2 separate regions of the Danio rerio genome follow, and region 2 is linked to region 1. A link is a contact called in public Micro-C data. All regions are on one chromosome and are shown on one strand. Each heading gives the region's core, a stretch centred on a gene start, on an enhancer-like site or on the middle of the called end of the contact. The rest is flanking DNA. Distances are from core to core; before and after follow the strand shown. Region 1 holds the start of clic1 (chloride intracellular channel 1). Region 2 holds the start of LOC141379056.

Region 1 (4,023 bases), core at 408-2,907:
TCTTCATGTCAACTGTGGTCACATTAAAAGTTACGCCTTTTAGCCACAAGACCATGAAAAGCCGCTGAGAAAACGGGCAGTTTCCAATACTCTGACCATCACTTCCTGCCTATAAACAAATACACAAATTCAGAGAATGACTGTGTATAGACCAGGGGGGTTCAGCTCTATTCCTGAAGATCAACCTTCCTGCAGAGTTTATCTGTAACATTGATCAAAAACACCTGTCTTTAATTACCAAGTGATCCTTTAGATACTTCTTAGTTGGTTTAGTTATGTTTGGAGCTAAACTCTGCAAGATGGTATATCCAGGAGTATGGATGAGCACCCATGGTGTAGCCCCTTGTTATCCTTGCACTTAATCACAAAAAGAAACTTTTTTAACATCTGTACATACAAGGAATCATATTGTACCCAAATGCAAGATGATTAGGTCAAGTGTCCTTTGTGACAGGAAGTAATTTATTCTTAAAGAACATTGATAGTCAATTTTGTATACCAGCAAAACAAAAGAGTGACTATGCAAAATGACAATACAAGGGAGTTTATTTCATGCACTCAAACAAAAAACAGCATGCATGCATCACGTTTTTGTTTGGGTAAGCCTGACTGCCTCAGCGCAAATAAAAGTTCACGAAGAAATGACAGGATTAGTAATGGTGTATAAAAATGTACCTGGCCCACACAGAGCCCTGACTTAAACCCCATAATATATGTTTTGAACAGGAGCAGAAATTTTGAGCCAAGCCAACAGCAGTGTCTGATCTCATAAATGCTCTACAAGATAAATTAGCAAAAAACGCCAACAGATGCACGTCTGTGTAAAGTTTTTCTATGTTGTACTATTATATATTTAGGCTATAATATATTAGTATTTAAATCTCAACTTGCTTCCAGTGAAACAGGAAAAACTAAATTAAGCATCTCTGAACTACATACATACAGATGGGTTAAAAAAACACTCACTGAAAAAAGAATTCAAAAGGATTGTGCTATATCACTCCAGTACATTACAGGAAGTATTGATGCTGTACTGGTAGCATGTGGCATGTCTGTGTAGTGCATATAACGCACAGTAATGCTAATTACAACCTAGAATCACAGCAACACTAAGAACAATAGATAATAATAATAACACTGCAAATTTTATTGTGATGCAGAATACTACTTGTTTTCTAAAATAGAAATAAGAATAATATCTATTCCTTTTGGATTTTTATTTATTTATTTATTTTTTGTTATTTCATAATGTAAAGATCCATGCGTTGTCTGCCTGTCAGTTGAAACTCTAGTCCTTATAAATGTATCAATAATGGCTTGCGGGTAAACTCACCTTCACGAAGAGCTCAACCTCAGGTCTCTCCTCACTCATGCTGGAGTTCAAACTGTTAAACCAAACTTCAAACAAAATACGAATATTTATATCGCTTTACGATACTGAGATTCTAACTCAAACTTATATATTGTACTCCTGCCGCTTTATCACCGAGCTCACTTCCTCTATGTCGTGGTCAATTTGAAACTTCACTCCCTTGAACTCCGAATCTGACAGTGGTTGTTAAATGTAGAGCAAAGTATCTATGAACGCCAGAAAGTGTCCAATTCTAGTGTAATGTATGTTGTATAAATAATTTAAATTACTTATTCAGTATCGAAATTCATCGATAACGCCTAGAGCAAGATTAACCTACTTCCTCTCTCTCGCTCTCTCTCATTTCCTGATTTCGACGAGCCTGAACTTCCACTAACTTTTAGTAACCATAACTACTGAAAGGGCTAAACAAATAAAACGTTATTGTTTGCAGTTTGTACATTTTAACGTTTTTAGTTTTAATTAAAATATTCCTTTTCAAGTGGTTCTTATTTAAAGGGAAAGTATGGATTTTACAACATGCATTCTGACACCTAGTGGTAAAACTGGAACACTGACATTGTAATTATTGTATATGAAAACCCTATTACTACCAACCTAATAAAATCTAATAAAATAAATAAAATAAAGAATTGTGTTCATTTTAAATATTAACAATTGAAATTTATAAAAACTGAATATTAGGCTACATGCTTTTAAAATTATTTTTGAATTTTAATTTCTTAATTTCATTTTCTTAACTTGAATATTGAACATCTGAAATTTAAGACAACTAAATTTTGTAACTTATTTATGAAAATAGATAAAAATATGTGTTTTTTAATCAACATATAGTATAAGTTAAAATTAAACTATGTTTTTTTAAAATGTATTTTAATAGACGCCTATGGTCGCAGACTCAAGTTAACATCACAATATTTCGAGATTATTATTTTATAGGTACAACAATGCAAACTTCTCACCGAAATAAGCCATTTTATATATAGTAAAATAGTTTTTCTTAGAGAATCACAAATCTTCAGTGTGGGAACCGGATCTGGAAATCCTCAAAAATGCTTTAATTTTGATATATTTTAATCTAAAGTTTTGAAAAGTGATTAGATTTCAAATAAAGTGCTAGCAACTGATTGAAAATGTGAGTATTTTGCTTTCAAACTTTCTCTTTTCAAATTGTTACCTACTAAAAAGTGCATAAAAACTGAAACTCTGCTGGTGCATATGCCTGTTGTGTGATCTGCTTGGCAGCATTATCACCGCTCATTTTAAAGCAGGAGGGGAAAAATGCTTGGACATTGTTGCTTCACAATCTCTGGCTTGAAGATGAAAGCTATAAATATAGTTATTAAACCAGCCTCAGTTCTCTAAGTGTACTGATGTAATCACGCAGACAGGTCTTCTAGCTTTAGGTATGGGAAAGCTGCTCAAGTGGCTTACCCTGTACAACTGCAGTGCTTATGTGAGAAAATCTCTCTTCAATTTCTTTTCAAAATCCTGATTGTCCCAAACTTTTTTTGGGGTGCCCAAAAATTGTCCTGGAAGACTGGTTTCCTGCAGGGCCCGAGGCCTTGAGTTAAAAACCATTATAAACATAGAAACATTTGTGTTTAGGCAAGTTTGAGCTAAACTCTGCAGGACATTGGCCCTCCATTACTTATTTTGGGCACCTTTGGTTTAATGTGTCAGAGCAGAATGAGAGTCGGCATGTGTCGATGCACGCATCCATGTCCAATAATTTTGCAAGCATGCTCTGGAATTAACTCGGTGAAAGTTCTGAGCAAGTATTGCAGTTAAAATTATCATTTCAAACAGATTAAATGCCTAGCAGATTAATCTGTTTATCATTCGATCATTCAATTTTCCTATTTAGTTTGGAAAATGAATAATAAAAAAATGTAACATATATATATATTATTCAATAGACACCAAATACAAAACTCATCTGTTAACTTGTTTTTAACTCAAAATGGAAAAAAAACAATAAAACAAAAAAAATAAAAAATGTGTATTTATAAGGTTTTTTTTCAGTTGTTAAAAAAAAGATTTCAGCTTCAATTAACTTTACAATTGGATATCCACGTGTAGGCTAAAAATGGTTAAAAAAAGGACAAATTGTTGATGTGCATCTCACTGGTTCATCTGTGAATAAGACAGCAAGTCTTTGGGGTATTATCAAGAGCCATGCCATCCAGGGTAATGTCAGCATACCACCAAGAACGCAAGTAGAACCACTCAAGTAGAAGCTTTGTGAGAGGGATGCCTGGGTGCTAAATCGTATTTTATCCAAAAAACATAAAACCACATCTGTCTAACTCACTGCAAAATTAAATGTGTAGCTCAACTCTCCTTTTTTCACAAAAACTGTTTGCAGTGAGCTTCACAGGGTCAATATACATGGCTGGGCTGCTATAGTTAATCCTTTGGTCACTCATGCAAATGCCAGTCGTTGGTTTCAATGGTGTCAGCAGTAATAAAATCTTGGGCTGTGGACAATATGATGCAAAAAACAGAAATGTGCACACATCTAGAAAATCTTGAAGGCAGGTGCTCGATCAAAAAACAAACATTAGTTGCAAAAGATCCAAAGAAAATCGGCACACTGCCACTTTAGTTCTCAAAAAATCTTTAATGTCAATCAGAGCTAAAGTGGCAAC
Region 2 (3,851 bases), core at 1,327-3,826, 140 kb before region 1:
AAAGATCACACAATTAAATTTAAAATTACCCAGGCATATAAGAATTTGTTAAGAAAAAAAAAAAAAAACATTAAAATGTAAATAATTTGTAAACCTGTTTTTTTCTTTGCTCCAAGTATCTGCCCTGGACTATTCTGTTGTGGTTAATCAGTTTATACCACTATACCATGTTGTATGATTATTGAGTTATTAATAAAAGATAACACATTGTTTAACTGTTTAATTATGAACCAATTAAAGAATAATTTGTTAACTTACAATACTAGCAAACACATTGTTTTTAAGTAAACAAGTCACCGGTTTTAAATAAAAATAAATAAAATCATCTTGCTAATAATTAAAAAAAATAAATAAATCGACTAATACTATGAATTGAGTATTTGTATTGTTTCCATGTTTATGTGGAACTATATGTGTATTAAAAATGTGTTAAGATTGATTAGACTTATAATTATAATACACAAACAAAATAAAAAGATATTTCATAAAAGAAGAGTCTTTGCATATGAGCTAATAAAAAGTACTTTTAACAGTATACATTAATGTAAAACACAATTAATAAACTATGAATTATTTATAAAATGATGGTAGGTCAGAAGTACCTTATTACTCTACAATTAATATAAATTGTTATTATAATGTTTTGGCCGGAATAAGATATATTTTTTGCAATATGTGCGTATACAAATACAACCTGTCCATATACCCTATTAAAAGTAATATTGGTGTAAAGAAAATGATTCATAAACTTTGAATTAATTTTGAATAGGTACTAAATATAAAAAAACACTTCACTATTGACATACAGTATCAAATGTTTCACAATAACCCAAGTGGGAATCTATTAATCTGCACTTATTCATCAGCATGTTTCACCTGCATCCAGAGCTCCACCATGTTCCGTTTGCCTGCTTCCACAACTTTCTTCGATTTCTCAGCTCCATGATCGTGTGCGTGTCCATGCTTGTGTGCATGTCCATGATCATGAATGTCTCCATGACTGTGTGCATGCCCGTGATCGTGTGCATGATTATGTGTGTGCCCGTGATCGTGTACGTGATGCTCCTCTTCAGCATGAGGCAGATTAGCTTCAGCACTCCATTTGCTTGCCCCGTGATGCATCTTCGCTCCACCATGTGAGTGACCATGGCATCCACCATCACCATGTCCATGATGATGGTGGGAGTGAGCCAGTGTCTGCTGGGACATTAAAATGCCAACAGCAATCAGCAATAGCGATTTGCTAAAGACCCTCATTGTTCCTAAACAGAAAAAAACAATGTTTTTGAACTCACACAAGCCACACCGAATATTCAGTTGCATTACAATTAATTCACTTTTTATTGCAAGTAGTTATTTGTTCTGGGTAGTTACTTGACAGTCTTTAGGTTACAACTGACAGGTATGAAAGAATGCAAGTAAACTATTTTAACGAGCCAGAACTGGAAATCATTGCTTTTAATGTTGAAGTATGATTAAGCATTTCTTAGCCTTGACTAGTTCTACATGTCTCCATGTTAGAGCAGTTTTGGATAATTTTTGAAACGATCTAGAGGTAAATGTGATGTATATGGTCAAAAGCATCATACACACAAAACTAACTTCAATTGAATAACTATGATAAAAAATACAAGTTAAATGTAAACTGCATGAACGCTAGTGTAAGATAAAAATACCGCAGCTGACATACTGCAGAAAACTCTACACCACAACTCGTACATTGAGCTAGTAAAATTGCAGACAGTATCCTGAAATCACACGAGTCACTTCCTACAGTTAGCTCCGCTTTGTAACAGAATGCTAACAGTAGGAAGGGATCCCACAAGGGAAGGGATTTTAATTAATGCAAGAAGCCTATACTTTCGGTTAAGCGTTTAAAAGCGGTTCCCATTTAGATAAATGTTTTAAAATAGCAGATCACAACGAAGATAGTCATGACGTATTAAGGATGTCAAATTGATTTAACTTATATTCTGATATTCTCAGCTTTTCCAAAACAACGTATATTTGGAGTATCGACGAATTTTATTAAATTTGCAGAGCCTATCTTAAACCACTAGATATACAGTAATCAAGTCAAAGATAATGTTAAAGATAACAAAAGCATCTGTTGATGATGCATCGACTTCATTCAAACGTTAAAGATGAACTGTGATCCAGACCTCATCACGGTGAATCTGTGCTCTCGCAAAGAATTAACAGTAATCTGCAGCCTTAACAAATAACTGTTAGAACTACCTGAAGTGAACAGACCAGCGACAGTAAGGTTACAGTAAACAAACGATCAGTCTCACAAAGCTCAATGCTCATCGTGCAAATACCTGCTAGTGATGCCGAAAAAACCAAAGCACGCGCCAGTACCGTGCACTGAATAAGTTAGCAATCTGCTAACCGCATCCACGTCTAGCAACGGTATAAGCTGCGAAAACTAATATAAATTAGCTTATTCTGGTAAAGAGTGAAAGCAGTTAAGATGCTGCTCACACTCAAACCGACGTGGCATTCAGTCAACACATTTGATTCCCGCGATACTTTGGAGGTGTGTTCGAAAAGATACAAAACAACGAAATAACGCGAGATTCCAGTCACGTCAAGCCGGATGCGAAAAGTGTACCTCACACATAATCTGAACCATTTAAAAAAAAACTATTTATTATCCGTATTGTTTTACACGTATCACTCATTGTTGTAGGCTGCATGAGTAGACGGGTAAGTCTAATGTAATAATCTGAATATGCTGATACTAACAGCAATTCATCCACCAGAGACAAATGTTTGCATGCACTTTTCCTCTTTAATCATAGTATTCCTGCAGAGGGCGCAAGGGGACTTGCACGACACTAGCTTAACATTTAGAGAAATTTTCAATGAAAAATTTTTCACAATTACTTATTCATTACTTACTGTCATGTAATTACTGTCTTGATTGTACTTGCTTTCGTTCTGTATTTTATCTGAGAGTTATTAAAACATGAGTTGTAATTAAAAAAAGTCATGAAACAATGACCTTAAATCTTGTCATTATGACTCTATACCCCACAACTGGAACTTTTTTGTAATTGCCTTTTTGTTTAGTTTAATTTAAATGGTCTCTTAGCTTTCTCATAATTGTGCCACTTTATGTCACATTGGCCTCAATTGTGTGAAGTCACATTCAGCACAAGACATTGCATTTGACATAAGATGTATAACCGTTCATTCATTTATTTTCCTTTAACTAAGTCCCTTATTTATCAGGGGTTGCCACAGCGGAATGAACCACCAACTATTCTAGCTAATGTTTAACGCAGCGGATGCCCTTTAAGCCGCAACCCAGTACTGGGAAACTGAAGGACCCCTTTTAGTCCTGTTCTATTCCCTTCTCTGCTCTCTATGTTTTTATGTCTTCTACTATCATATCTTTTAAAAATATTAAATTATGTGATAAACATTTAAACAAAGAAAGAATTTATAATAATAGTGGTTTTTGAAATACATTTTTATAATTCGCAATAAGAGATAACTGCATGACAGTAAACAGAAGTCCACATATTCTGACTACTCTTTTCTGAAAACCTAGTCTCATTTGTGTCTATATTTATTAATGCAAAAATGTAGGATCTGGGAAGCAAGTAAGAAAGAGCAGAACAAAGCTGAAAACCTTTTGACTTGCTCAGTTTATATACATATGGGATCAGAATTAAATCTTTCTCGTCCTAATTCATTTTACTCTTGTCTAGTTTTGTTTCATATTTACAGAATACCTTTTACCCTAATTATTTCCTTATTTACGCTAAAAGAATGGAAGTGAAATGTGACAACATGCCCCACTGGTAGAGGCATGCTGTAGCATGTCATTTGACAGATTAAAA

Evidence for each region. A called contact is a pair of places that touch in the nucleus more often than the background predicts.
Region 2: a Micro-C map of caudal fin shows a contact between it and region 1, with 9 times the contacts expected there. The contact joins the promoter of LOC141379056 here to the promoter of clic1 in region 1. A contact is called at or near these places in 2 of 18 Hi-C or Micro-C datasets (caudal fin and hematopoietic stem cells) and 3 of 4 datasets of contacts at active chromatin or transcription factors (caudal fin, embryo and gastrula embryo).

The regions. Positions count from the first base shown.
Region 1 is chr19:21,007,670-21,011,692 of GRCz12tu, reverse strand. clic1 (chloride intracellular channel 1) reads right to left here and starts at 1,657. Exons shown (of 6, transcript NM_212682.1): 1 at 1,334-1,657; 2 at 1-109. The coding sequence starts at 1,372. All of the region lies in intron 2 of LOC141379059 (a long non-coding RNA gene), which reads left to right.
Region 2 is chr19:21,152,414-21,156,264 of GRCz12tu, reverse strand. LOC141379056 reads left to right here and starts at 2,576. Exons shown (of 2, transcript XM_073931631.1): 1 at 2,576-2,709. It overlaps slc39a7 (solute carrier family 39 member 7), which reads right to left and starts at 2,505. Exons shown (of 8, transcript NM_130931.3): 1 at 2,322-2,505; 2 at 877-1,262. The coding sequence starts at 1,257.